Regions from separate parts of the Macaca mulatta genome. Here region 2 is linked to region 1. The links are chromatin contacts, called in public Hi-C maps. All regions are on one chromosome and are shown on one strand. Each heading gives the region's core, a stretch centred on a gene start, on an enhancer-like site or on the middle of the called end of the contact. The rest is flanking DNA. Distances are from core to core; before and after follow the strand shown.

The links. A called contact is a pair of places that touch in the nucleus more often than the background predicts.
Region 2: a contact with region 1 is called in a Hi-C map of fetal cortex germinal zone, with 7 times the contacts expected there. The contact joins two enhancer-like sites. A contact is called at or near these places in 7 of 14 Hi-C or Micro-C datasets (blood, cortical neurons, fetal cortex germinal zone and 3 more).

What each region holds. Positions count from the first base shown.
Region 1 is chr3:145,253,641-145,260,240 of T2T-MMU8v2.0, forward strand. All of the region lies in intron 4 of ATXN7L1 (ataxin 7 like 1), which reads right to left. Among named protein-coding and RNA genes, the nearest start is that of EFCAB10, 73 kb to the left of the region's middle. Within about 2 kb of position 3,596, at least 6 of the 40 cell types and tissues checked have an H3K27ac peak or open chromatin away from gene starts, as enhancers often do.
Region 2 is chr3:145,635,653-145,642,252 of T2T-MMU8v2.0, forward strand. No RefSeq gene overlaps it. Among named protein-coding and RNA genes, the nearest start is that of SYPL1, 72 kb to the right of the region's middle. Within about 2 kb of position 3,404, at least 6 of the 40 cell types and tissues checked have an H3K27ac peak or open chromatin away from gene starts, as enhancers often do.

The DNA.
Region 1 (6,600 bases), core at 2,346-4,845:
AGGCTGCTCCAATTTTCTGAAAGCAGGAGGCCCCAGTGCAGGTCTCCCTGCTGGTCTGTTAGTCTCTCTTGTACTTCTGTTATTCACAGCTTCCCAGGGCATGAGCAGAAGGTGGTCTCCAAACCTGCTGGGTGAATAAGGAGTGCTAAGTGTCCTGACATTCCTGAGGAGTCCTAGTGCCCTAGGACTGTGAAAAAGTCAGCAAGTCAGAGAAGAGGAGAAGATAAAAAGAAAAAATCGAACCCTCATGCAGTAGGGGATATGATGCTGCACAGGCTGCCTTTGGGACCAGCTGTGCCTACAGCAGTGTGGCCTTGGGTAGAGTCCAGGAGAGTTTTAAGGATAACCCTAGACCTAATCAACTGCACCTGCTCAGTGCCTTTCCTCCGCAAATGAGAACGAAGAGCCACACAATTCCAATGAATGGCCATTGAAATTCACATCAATAAGGAAATGTTATCAGAGCCTGGGAGGATAGGAATTGAGAACGTAGAGATTAGGAGGCAATTTGATTCTGCAGGGAGCGCTGGTGCAGGGTGAGGCAGAGCCCCAAGTACCCTGTCCCCAGCACTGGCCCAGAACAGGCTCCGCTCTGGAGCAACAAGCGGGAGCGCTCCCCTCGGCAGCCACCAGAGGTCATTGGTTCCTGCTGTTCGAGCTGCAAGCTGCTCTGCAGTGCCTTCCAGCCAGTACAGCCCAGACAGTTACTGTTTCCCAACAGTGCTGGAGGAAACACTGACCCAAGGGGAGACAGGGCAACTCCTTACAGAACACCCTCCATCCCCCTGCCAGGAAGGCTGGGAGCTGGCACCTTGAGCAGAGACCCTGGGCTGCCATCCTAAGCCTTTGGCCTTCAAGAAGCTTTTTCTGAGCACGCTGAGAGATAAGGAAAAGGCAAAGCATCCCAGGCTACTTATCAGTGCTCCAGCTTCTGGCCAGGTACCCTGACACCTGCTGCTCCCAGTTTCCTGCCAGAGGAAAAGCCCCCAGGAGCACCTTCCCTCCCCCGGGCATCACTCACTTACTCTGCTTTTTCCTTTTTTGGTATTAGAATCCAGTTCTGGGCAGGCAGCCTTGCACCTGAACCACCTCCATCCAGAAAACAAAGCACATTTTCTTTTTAAACCTTCAAGGGTTTATTTTGAATGGCATTTTTGCCATATTAAAAAAAAAGTTTGGTCTTCACACTGACCTATAGCAAACTCAGAATATTCTTTGTCCCAAATTAAATAGACTTTTTCTTTTTTAAACTCTATGTTAGCAACATCAGGCCGGGTGCGGTGGCTCAGGCCTGTAATCCCAGCACTTTGGGAGGCTGAGGTGGGTGGATCACTTGAGGTCAGGAGTTGGAGACCAGCCTGTCCAACATGGTGAAACCCCGTCTCTACTAAAAATACAAAAATTAGCCGGGTGGTGTATGCCTATAACCCCAGCTACTCGGGAGACTGAGGCAGGAGAACTGCTTGAACCCAGGGGATGGAGGCTGCAGTGAGCTGAGATCGTGCCACTGCACTCCAGTCTACAAGCCAGTGGGAGACTCTGTCTCAAACAAACAAAAACAAAAACAACAACAACCGAAAAACTATGTTAACATCAGCATCCATTTAAAAATCGACTCTTCCCCGACATTCAGTCACTCACAAGTGAATCTGACTAAAGTCCACCTCTTAAACAGCTGTTAAAAGGTCCAGGCTTCAGCATCGCTTGCAACCTTTCCGGCTTGGCCTTTCTATGTGTTCTAATCTGTTTGCACTCAGCTACCAATGCAAATCTGACCATGAAAGGCTTTGTGGGTGGCCCATGGCCCAGAGGTCCAAGTACCACCTTCATAGCCTGGCCCACCCCACCCCTCCTGCCCCAGCCACCTTCTCCCCTAGCCTCTCTGGACTTCTTTCTTCTTGAACACCAGTGCTCCGGCCTGGCTCTGTGCCTTTCCGTGGGCCGGGCTCTCCTGCTGGTGTGCCCTCCCCCATTCTCCGGGTGAACACTCCCCCATCTGTCCAGATCCGGAGGAAACAGCCTCTTCTCTCCCAGTGCCTGCTGTTCCTTCCTGGGTGTTTCTGCTGCACTCATCATGTCCTATGGCAAGGTTTTATTTCTACATCTATGTGTCCTGACCAGACTGTGAGCTGTCTGACAATGGGAACCCCGTCCCAGTACACATGTTGCTCTGGAATTATCCCAGCAGCCTATACATTATCTAGCATTTAGGAAGGGCTCGATAAATGTTTGATGAATGAATTAATGTTCTCGGTGGAGGTTAAATCACATAACACAGTAAAAACCAAACTGGCACCCCACCAATGCTCGGTAAGAACAAATGCTTTAGGTGGGGATCGGGCTGTGCTGCTTCTCCTCTTCTGAGAAGAAACTGGGCGATGATAAAGGTGAAGTGTGCGCTCATAGCGGCACATGCTGCACACCTACCACGTGTGAGCAGTGAGTTATGCACTCACGTGCAATACCGTGTTTAATCTCCACCCCCAATTTCATAGATGTGAAGCCTGAGGCTGAGAAAGGTTGCCCCAGGTCATTCCACAAAATGAAGGGCAGAATGGGCTTGACGTCAGGCAATACTGAGGGTGGTGCTCTTTATTGCAGCACTGGAAGCCAGAAGGCCAGGGATCAAGTCTCAGCTCCTCTGCTGTCCCACTGTGTATGTAATCTCAGCCCATCACTTCATCTCTTTGGGCCTCTGTTTTCTTATCTTCATCACAAAATAGTCTTTAGGCTCATATAGGACTGGGCTATGAAAACATCTAAAAATCATAATGAGCTATGCAGCCACAAAGGACCATGGTTACTAATCTCTGTGGCTCATCCCTCTTCTTTCCCTCAGGCCGTTTTTTTTTTTTTTTTTTTTTGAGATGGAGTCTTGCTGTGTTGCCCAGGTTGGAGTGCAGTGGCACAATCTCAGCTCACTGTAACCTGTCTCCCAGGTTCAAGCGATTCTTGTGCCTCAGCCTCCCGAGTAGCTGGGATTACAGGCACACACCACTATGCCCAGCTAATTTTTTTTTTGTATTTTTAGTAGAGATGGGGTTTCACCACGTTGGTCTTGAACTCCTGACCTCAAGTGATCCGCCTGCCTCGGTCTCCCAAAGTGCTGGGATTACAGGTGTGAGCCACAGCGCCTGGCCGCTTCAGGCCATTTTCTTCCTTCCCCAGCTGTCTTGGTCTTACTTTCCCTCCCTAGGCTGGATTCCCTATTTCTGAGCACTTCTGTGACTTCACAAGTTTGGCTGCAGTTTACACCCAAGGAGCTGTCCATTGTCCTTACCTTTGCTCATCTGAAAACCCAGTGAGCAGGCAGCACTTACATGTTTAAATTCCCATGGCCTCCCTGTCCTGGAAGGGACACTATGCCCCTGCCTGCAGCCCCCAGATGCTTGAATATTCTGGTCTGTCTACCTCCCCACCCTCTCTTTCCCCTTCCCCCTGAAGTCCATTACAAAAACATTAAACTTCTACTCTGTAGGCAGATAAGTGGGAGCCACCAAAGAGTTGTGGGCAGAGCAGGGGCTCACATCACTCTGGTGGGGTGTGCGGGGTGGACTGGAGGATGGGCAGAGCGAGGGGCAAGGAGGCCAGGGAGAGGCGACTGCAAGAATCCTGCTGAGGAATGCAGGGCAGTCACAGGGGTAGGGCCCTTGCAGTGTCTGCGGCTCCTCGGGTTGCTCGTATTTCACAGCCTGAGATGACTCCCTGTGTCTTCAGGGAGCCATCAATCCTGAGCCTTGGTCTTGCCCCCAGTTCATGCCAGCACCAGGCAGGAAGAGATAAGCCGCCCAGTTTCTCCCACAGGCGTCTGGCCGGGGCCTCTCAGTGATCGCTTCCCTCTCCATAAAGCGCTGGGAAGACTTCCAGAGCACTTCCACTCCCTCAGCCCCAGTCACTCTGGGAGGACCCGCCTGGTAATTCCAAGCATTTGGAGAGGAGCCCCGCCTACCTGGGGAGAGGGAGCCCTCCCCCACCTGCTGCAGGGCACGCACGGGAGGCCAGGGAGCCTGCTGATTTTTCTTTTGCTTTGGCTCATTTTCCTCCTGGAGCAGCAGGCTCATCTCCTGCATTTTTAATAGCTGAGCATATTTAGCATTCAACACACACGTGTGGGTTGATAAGGCCCAAAGAGAAGGCAACAAGCCAAACAAGCCATCCAGGGGAGGAAATCCTCCTCCTACCTCCTCTCTGCCTCCTACCCACCTCAGCCTACATCCGTGGGTCTGAGTTCCCCATCAATTCGCCAGGCCAGACCAGGGTAGCCGAAGTGACAGCAGCTGGGAGAGTCAGACTGGTTGACTCGGTCACTGTGCCAGGGTCTGGTCCCATGGCTGAGCGGGGACTCATAAGTAAAGGCTGAAATGCTCATTGTAGCTCAAAACAGCCAAACAGCCATAACTCTTTCTTGATTTTTACCTGGGGACCGAGTCATCTTGCCCACCTCCCTCTACTGTCATCAACTACATAGATGTCAACGCTGTGGGCTGGTGGCCAGGTACCCCCGACCTCTGGCTCCCATAGGGGTGGTCCCCACTGTCAGGACAGTGAACCAGTGGAAGGGGCCTCTGAGAGGCTGAGTGCAGGGCTGGGGATGCTGGGCAGCCTGTGAGTGCTGTCAGGCAGATCTGCAGGGGACAAACCTGGTAACATGGCAATGCTCTCTGTGTTTTCCCCTTTCTTCTTCTTTTTTTTTTTTTTTGAGACAGTCTCGTTCCGTCGCCCACGCTGGAGTGCAGTGGTGTGATCTTGGCTCACTGCAACCTCTGCCTCCCAGATTCAAGTGATTCTCTTGCCTCAGGCTCCCAAGTATCTGGGATTACAGGTGCCTGCCACTACACCCGGCTAATTTTTTGTATTTTTAGTAGGGGCAGGGTTTTGCCATGTTGGCCAGGCTGGTCTTGAACTCCTGACTTCAGGTGATCCACCCGCCTCGGCCTCCCGTGCTGGAATTACAGGTGTGAGCCACCACGCCGGCCTCCCCCTTTCTTGTAATGCAGTTTTTTTTTAAACCTGCTCAGCCACATAAAGGAGAAAATAACAAAACCACAGACCATTTAACCTTGTGCTGGAATGCCAGGAGGTCAGCCTGATAGAGTAGTGTTTTCATTGCTGTACGTGTGAATTTAAGCTATTTGGAAAGGGCAGCCCTAACCTGCTGTGAAATCTAATCTAAGGGCCACGGTCCAGCATGGGTTGGCACCGCTTATGCTTTCTTGGCCAGGAGGGGGCGATACAGAGCTCACTTGAAGCAATGGAACCGAACTTAGGCAGGGGGCTCTCTGCACCGCCTGATGGAGGTCTTCCAGGTCTGTTTCCACCACAGACCCAGCAGCACTAGGCCAAGGGGAGAAAGGAGCTGGAATTTAGCAACTCCTGTTGGGAGTATAACTTTTAAAGAGATTAGAGGAGCCCAATTAACACACCATTGAATTGTAAAAACCAGAGGGCCCCACCCAGAGTCAGTGGCCTATGTGTCTAGATCCAGCAGCCACTAACCACTTCAGGCTACTGAGCATTTAAAATGTGGCTACTATGGGGGCCAGGTGCTGTGGCTCACACCTGTAATCCCAGCACTTTGGGAGGCTGAGGTGGGTGGATCCCTTGAGCTCAGGAATTCGAGATGGTGAAACCCTAACTCGACAAAAAACACAAATATTAGCCAGGCACAGTAGTGTGCGCTTGTCGTCCCAGCTATTTGGGAGGTTGAGTTGGGAGGATCACTTGAGCCCAGGAGGTTGAGGCTGCAGTAAGCTGAGATCGCACCACTGTACTCCAGCCTCAAGCTGGGTGACAGAGACCCTGTCTCAAAAATAAAATAAAATAAAATAAAAAGGTAAAATAAAAAGTGGCTACTGTGACTGAGGAATGGGATTTCAAATTTCATTTAAGCTCAGTTCATTGAAATTTAAGAACAGATACTTGATTCAGTAATTAGAAAATGTTTAAGTCTATTTAAAACAACTTGGGTATGTCAATCTGTTTTATAATCTCTAGTTTTTATGAAATCTAAAAATGGGTCAAATATTTCTGATGAAAATTTAGTGTCCAAATTGAGATGTGCTGTAAGTGTAATAAAACACATGCAGGATTTTGAAGACTTATGAAAAGAAAATAATATAATCTATCTCACTGATTATATGTTGAAATGATAGTATTTTGAATATATTAGATTAAATAAAATAGTCATGTGTCACTTCATGACGGGGCTATGTTCTAAGAAATGCAATGATAGGTGATTTCATCATGCTAACGTTGTAGAGTGAACTAACACAAACCCCTGCACGCTGGCCTGGGCGACAGAGCTATACCCTGTCTCAAAAAAAAAAAAAAGGGTGACCAGTTCCACTTTTCCGATGGATCACCCTCTTCTTGCCGGTCTGGGCAGGATTCTGTCCTGTCAAGTATAAAAGGTGCTTGAACCTAAGCTGTATGGTACAGCCACTTGTTCCTAGATTACAAACCTGTACAGCATGTGACTGTACTGAATACTGTAGGCAACTGTAATATAAGGGTAAGTATTTGTGTGTCTAAACATATCTAAATGTAGAAAAGCTACAGTAAAAATATGGTATAATCATCTTATGGGACTGCTGTTGACTA
Region 2 (6,600 bases), core at 2,154-4,653, 380 kb after region 1:
TGTAAGGACTTTGGCTTTTACTCTCAGTATGATGGGAGCCATTGCATGGTGTTGAGCAGAGGAGTGACACAACTTATGTTTTGAAAGCATCTGTCTGCTGATTTGAGAAGAGACTTAAGGAAGGGAGAGAACAAGGGTAGAAGTAGAAAGACCAGCTCTCTAGCTGTTGGATTCATCCAGATATGAGATGGTGGGGGCTGGGTTCAAGGGGCAGAGGTGGAGGACAGTAGAAACCTTGTGGTACCTTTGTGAAGGAGTGTCCCGGATATGAATGAAGTCCTGAGTTCTCTTAAGCCCTGTTCCTGTATGAGATCAAGGCTCCCCAGCAGGCATGAGCCCGTCCCTCAGTGGAAGCTACCAGATACAGCCATTTTAGGTAACACTGAGTGACTCTCCTGAGTGTGACTGCCCCATGCTTGGTCTGCAGCAGGGGATGGCAGTCATGGTGCACACATGGTGTGTGGGTAGAGTGAAGAGACTGGTCAGTGTTCCTGCCACATTGCGCTTCCCAACAAGATGCCAGTCAATGCCCCAAGGAAACAGGAAACAGGCTTACCCGGTGATTTCGAGGTCTGGACTCTGTGCCCGGCTGTGAAGGTGGTTGCAGGCAGCCCTCAAGCTGAACGATGCATTCGATTGGCTGTTACTCTGAAAAAGTACAGTTCTGATTAAACATCAGGAGACCTGTGTTGTAGGAAACTCTGACTTCTGTCTAGGACTCCCCAGAGAGTTGAAGTTCCTAGAAAACTTGTCTGTTTGGGGGAACAGAAGGCGATGTGTGTGTCCTGGAAAACCGGAGCCTGATGCCCAAATTTCTGGAGGCAGATCTCACTTAAAATGGTGTATCCCACTCTCCCTATGGGTACAAACCATACAATCAGTTCTGATGCCTGGTATGGAAAACATGATCCCTATCAGGGTTGAGACCGAGGCAGGGCACACTCGTAAACTCTGATTCTTCCCATGTGACTGCAAGCTGGGCTATCCGGGTGAGGCTGGCCCAGGGCCTGGAGTGAGCATCGTGCTGCTCATGCTCTGAGCCGCAGTGCCCTCAGCAGCCTTTTCATTACGGTGGTGTTCAGAGACAGCCTGTGGCTGCTGCAGCCCTTCAGAACCTGGCGCAGCTGAGGGAGGCAGTCGCTTAATCTGATTTATAGGCAAGGCTCATAAGAGTTGCACTCCCCGCACGGCCCACCTCATTTGCTGGTCCACGGTCAGAGCACACTCCAGCTGGCAGGCTAAGGGTCCTTTTTAAAATAACAATTTTATTGCAATTTAACTCACATGCCATAGAATTCAGTGGTTTTTAGATATTCACGGAGTTGTGCAACCATCACTGCTATGTAATTCCAAAACATTTTCATCATCCCCAAAATAAACTTCACACACATTAACAGTCATTCCCCATCCCCAGGCACTGGCACCACTAAACCACTTTCTCTCTCTATGGATTTGCCTATACTGGACATTTCATAGAAATGGAATCATACAATGTTTGTCCTTTTGTGTCTGGCTTATTTCACTTAGCATAATATTTTCAAGATTCATCCACATTGTAGGTCCATTCATTCATTTTTATGGCCAAATAATAGCCCATTGCATGGATATACCACATTTTATTTATCCATTTGTCAGTTGATGGATATTTGGGTTGTTTCCATTTTCTGGCTACTATAAATAATGCTGCAATGAGTATTTGCATACAAGTTCTTCTGTGGACATTTGTTCTTATTTCCTAGGTTTATACCTAGGAATGGAATTACTGGGTGATGTGGTAACTATATTTACCTTGTTGACAAACTGCCAGACTGCTTTCCACTGTGGCTGCACCATTGTAAATTCCCACAAGCAATGCTCAAGGGTTTCATAAGTTTTTCAAACAGACAAGTGAGGCACCCTTAGCCCAGGCTGCAGTGTGGGCATTCAGCTCTTCCCAGCTCCCGTCTGCTTTGGTTTGAGGAGTCTGGTCTGGAGTGCTGGCAGACCTCACCAAGGTTAACAGCAACAGCTCCCGCCACACCTTAGCAGCCTGCAGAGAGGTCTCTGGAAACCTCATGATGGCAGTGCATGCATACCACAAGCGGGCCCTCCACCTGCACCATCTATAATCCTCATGACACGCCTCTGAGAGTGGTCTGCGTCTTGAGGATTGTATCCACTTTACAGATGAGAAAGCTAAAGGTTGGAGAGATTAGGAGACTTGTCCAGAGGTGACAGAGCCAGGATGGCAACCCAGTGTGTCTCCTCTGAGCCTAGGCAGGAAGGACATCAGGAGACCTGATGGCCTTTGATTTGTGTTCTGATGCGAAAAGGGGTCAGGTGACTGGACCTCCAGATAGATCCTCTGGTTGAACAACTCTCTACCCTGAAAGTCTAGTGCTGCTCATGGCTGCAGAAATCTTCACAGGTTCAGAGTCAACACCAGTGTCTGCAGGAGCAACGTGTTCTGAGCATGTCCTGTCTTTTGAGGCTTGAGTTAGGGGTCTGCAACAGCCCCTGGCCTCCTGCACCCCTGCCAAGCCCAGCACACTGCTTTGGGCAATGCAAGAGGCAATGTTTATTCTTTTCGCTGTTCTTCACACATCCCCTACATATCTGCTGCTCCACAAAAGCAGCCTCATCCTGGCTGTAAAGTGCCTTCCAAGCAGAGATCCTAATCACTCAGCGACAGCCTCTTCCCAAAGGCTGAGGGGCTGCAGTGACCTATGTTGGCCAGCAGGGGCGTGACTCCTCTATTTGCCATTTAGCGTCCAGTGAATGGTCCAGAAACGCCTCTGGTAAAAGACTGGGTCTCCCTTCCCTCCACCTTCTCCCAAGCTTTTCAGGGTATGTGGCCTCAATGCCTGAGGAGAGCAGGCACAGGGCATCCAAAGTCAAGATTCCACCCTGTGGCCACCCCAAAATACCAGAGCAGCAATGTGGTAGCTGGAAACCAGGGAATGTGGCGGCACCAAGCCTTCTGGAGGAGGGAGTGAGCGGCTGCCCCACCCACAGGTGGCCTTTTCCTGAAGGGCCCAGGACAGCTATCCTGGCATTTTGCCAAGCAAACTATGGCCACTGACCAAGACAGCACCCAGCTGGGCTCAGAACTGGGTAAGTGTCCCTGTAGTCATAAGGAAAATCACTTTACATTTATGGAATGCCTGCTACATGCCAGATCACGTGGGGTCTTCACATTTATAATTCTATTTAATGTAGAATTTATATGTGTAAATTTAGTTGACATATGAAGAACTGGGGCTCAGAAAGGGTGGGAGGTCACACAGCTAGTAAGTGGCAGAGGAAGGTAGGATCTGAAAGCAGATCTGACTTTTAAGCCCCTGTGTGCCAGGAGTAGAGTCTGACAAGCCTAGTAAGAATAGCTGAGCCTTGGCCAGGTGTGGTGGCTCACGCCTGTAATCCCAGCATTTTGGGAGGCCGAGGCAGGCAGATCACTTGAGTCCAGGAGTTTGAGACCAGCCTGGCCAACATGGTGAAACCCCAGCTCTACCAAAAATACACAAATTGGCTGCACATGGTGGCTCAGGCCTGTAGTCCCAGCTACTAGGGAGTCTGCAGTGGGAGGATTGCTTGAGCCCAGTAGGTCAAGGCTGCAGGAAGCTGTGAGCGTGTCATTGCACTCCAGCCTGGGCAACAGAGTAAAACCCTGTGTCAGAAAAAAAAAAAAAAGGAAATTAAAAAGATAGCTGAGCCTCTTGTTCCTCCCATCCCCAACACTGCCTCAATCTTGTGGTTGCTTTGAAAGAAAGGGGCAAGGCTGGGAGCAGATTCAGAAGGGGAGGATAAGGACAGAATTTGCAAGCTCGTTTATTTAGGAGCTGGTGAAATTTAGAAGGGTTGAAGGAGGCCTCCGGGATGGCGACCTTTCCCTGAGCAGCACATCGGTGTTACCAGGCACCGAGAGAGAAAGATAAAAAGGAGAATAAAGAGGAATAATGGGAGGTAGGGAGATAGAGAGAGGCTGGTGGCCTGGAGAGCTTGCAGGGGACTCCCTTGCCTGGGGGGCTGGCAGGAGCAAGCACAACCTTCATTCTCTCCAGCAGGGCCAACAAAGGGCAGCTGAATCACAGTATTTCTCAAGAAATAAAAATTCCTAGCACACCCCTGGAGCCTCGGGGAGAAAAACTGACAAGGTGTTGATTGAAAACAGACCGCGTTGGTGTGCGCCCGCAGGGTGAGGCCTCGCTCGCACAGGTTCACAGCGACACCTAGTGGTCTCCTGGGGCACCTGCCGCCTCTGCAGAAATAGCAAGAGCGGTGGGCCACGGGGTGACTAGGTTCCTGGAGGAGATTTGGGGTCCAAATCAGACATTTCCTCTTTTCCCTTGCTGTAAGCGCGCATATTTTGAACAACTATCTACCCTCCCACTTTGTGAAACATGTCAGTATTCTGAGGAGAGTCAGGGGTGGGGCCGGGGGCCATTGGTAAAAGACTGGACTTCCAGGTTGGACACGGTAGCTCATGCCTGTAATCGCAGCACTTTGGGAGGCTGTAGGTGGACGGATCACTTGACGCCAGGCGTTGGAGACCAGCCTGGCCAACATGCTGAAACCCAGTCTCTACTAAAAATACAAAAATTAGTCGGGTATGGTAGCACATGCCTGTAATCCCAGCTACTCAGGAGGCTGAGCCAGGAGAATCGCTTGAAGCCAGGAGGAGGTTGCAGTGAACCAAGACTGTGCCACTGCACTCCAGCCTGGGCAACAGAGCGAGACTCTGTCTCGAAAAAAAGAAAGACTGGGCTTTCTAATGTTCACCCAAGACGAACCAGTTATGCATATCCAACTGGCTCTGCACCATCTAGATTTTCTGAAGTGGTCACTATTTCCTCTAATTTTATTCTCTTCATTTATTCAATATAACTAAACGTATTTAATGGTGAAATCTTCAGACGGCTTTTACACAAATGAATTCTCCAGTCAGAGAAATTTCTTTGTTGTTGACCTGCTCAGAAAATAGAACGATTATACTTCTATATTAGGGTCAAAGACCTTGCTGTCCATAGTGACCCTGATCAATAAATCTGCTTAGAAATGAAAACAATGCATCTCTTTCTGGATAATAGCACTTGAACATTTTGTTCCCTCCCTGGCCTCCTCTCATGCAATTTAAGCCTTGGCCAACTTCCTTGTCTGAAGGCTCCCTGGAGACAGAGCATGTCCAGTGTGAGCACAATGCCTGAGACATCATTGATACTCAAAAATGATTTCTTACTGATTGGCTTCAGCTCCTGATGGAGCAGCAGACGCCACAGTTCAGCTCCTGATGGAGCAGCAGACGCCACAGGAGGAAGGGAGTTCAGTCCCCTGGGAAGCGCTGCCAGAGGATTCCAGACTCTGAAGGGAAATTATTGGACTAGCAAGACCCTTGCTAGGGGGTCCCTATCTGCAACCCAGCTTCTTGTTAATCGCTGGGGATGACTTGTGGTTAAGTGGTAGCGCAGTGTGGCATTTGCAGAGTTCTGGAACAAGGCCTATTAAATGTCTGTGGGCTGGTACTCCTGGGAGGGCTCCATGTGGCCATGCTTTCCAGACATCCTCAAAAGCCCCACTGGAGCCTTTCCTTGTAAAGAAGCCATGAGCTTCTGTGAGCCAATCCTGCTGGGATGAAAACCACTGTCTCCAAGCTAAATTTTGTCCAAATTACATTGGCCAAATTGTGTTTGTTAACTGGGTTTCTTTCTGGTTGCAAAGAACAGAGAATCATGGTTTTATTGGGATATCACATGTGAAAATAAAGAGTTGGCTGCATTACTCAGTCTGTCCAGAACCCAGAAGAAGCAGAAGATCTGACTTCTCGAAGGGTGGTGTAGCATAATAGGTATTAGTTATATTGGTGCCAGCCCATCATCATTTGAAGAACCTTCTTAAATTTGGAAAATATGCCATGTGAGGGGTGCCACCTCACCAGGGTGGAGATCAGAACTCAGTTACTCAGACTCCTCTGCAGCTGGGACACAGGCACGTGACATAGGCTCTGTGGAGTGGATGTAATACGATGAGGTTTCAGTGCAGAAGAGTGAAAAGTGAGGGAGAAGCTGCTGCATGGGATTGTTCTTGGTGATGGGGTGGAACATGGCGGAGGGACATGGCACCCCAGAGGCAGCAGAGGCAGAGATGATAATAGTAACACGCACCAAAGGCAGTGGGATCAAGCCTGTGACCAGACAGGCGAGGATTTGCGTGACATCATGCCCTGGCTCCAGAACTGGGCATATGACCCAGGCCAGGCCAATCAGATCACAGCTTCTCCCTGGCTCTGTTAATTGGTTCAGGGATGGATACATGTTCCAAGGTGGACCAGTGAGAACTACCCTGGGACTTGTGCTGCAGATCTAGGGAATTACTCCTTATCTGCTGATGCTGCTAAGCTGGAAGGAAGTCAATATGAAGCATGAAGCCAATATTGGTTACCTTGTTGAGTGTCGGAAGAGCCTGCCAACCAAAGAATAATGCCAACTGGAGGAAAGAAACATAAGAAGAGAGAGAGAAATAATAATTCCTGATGATGTTGGGCATTTGTAGCCAGCCATCATTGAAGTCTGTTCTATCCCTAGATTTTTCAATGACATGAACCATCAGATTCCTTTGTAAGTTAAT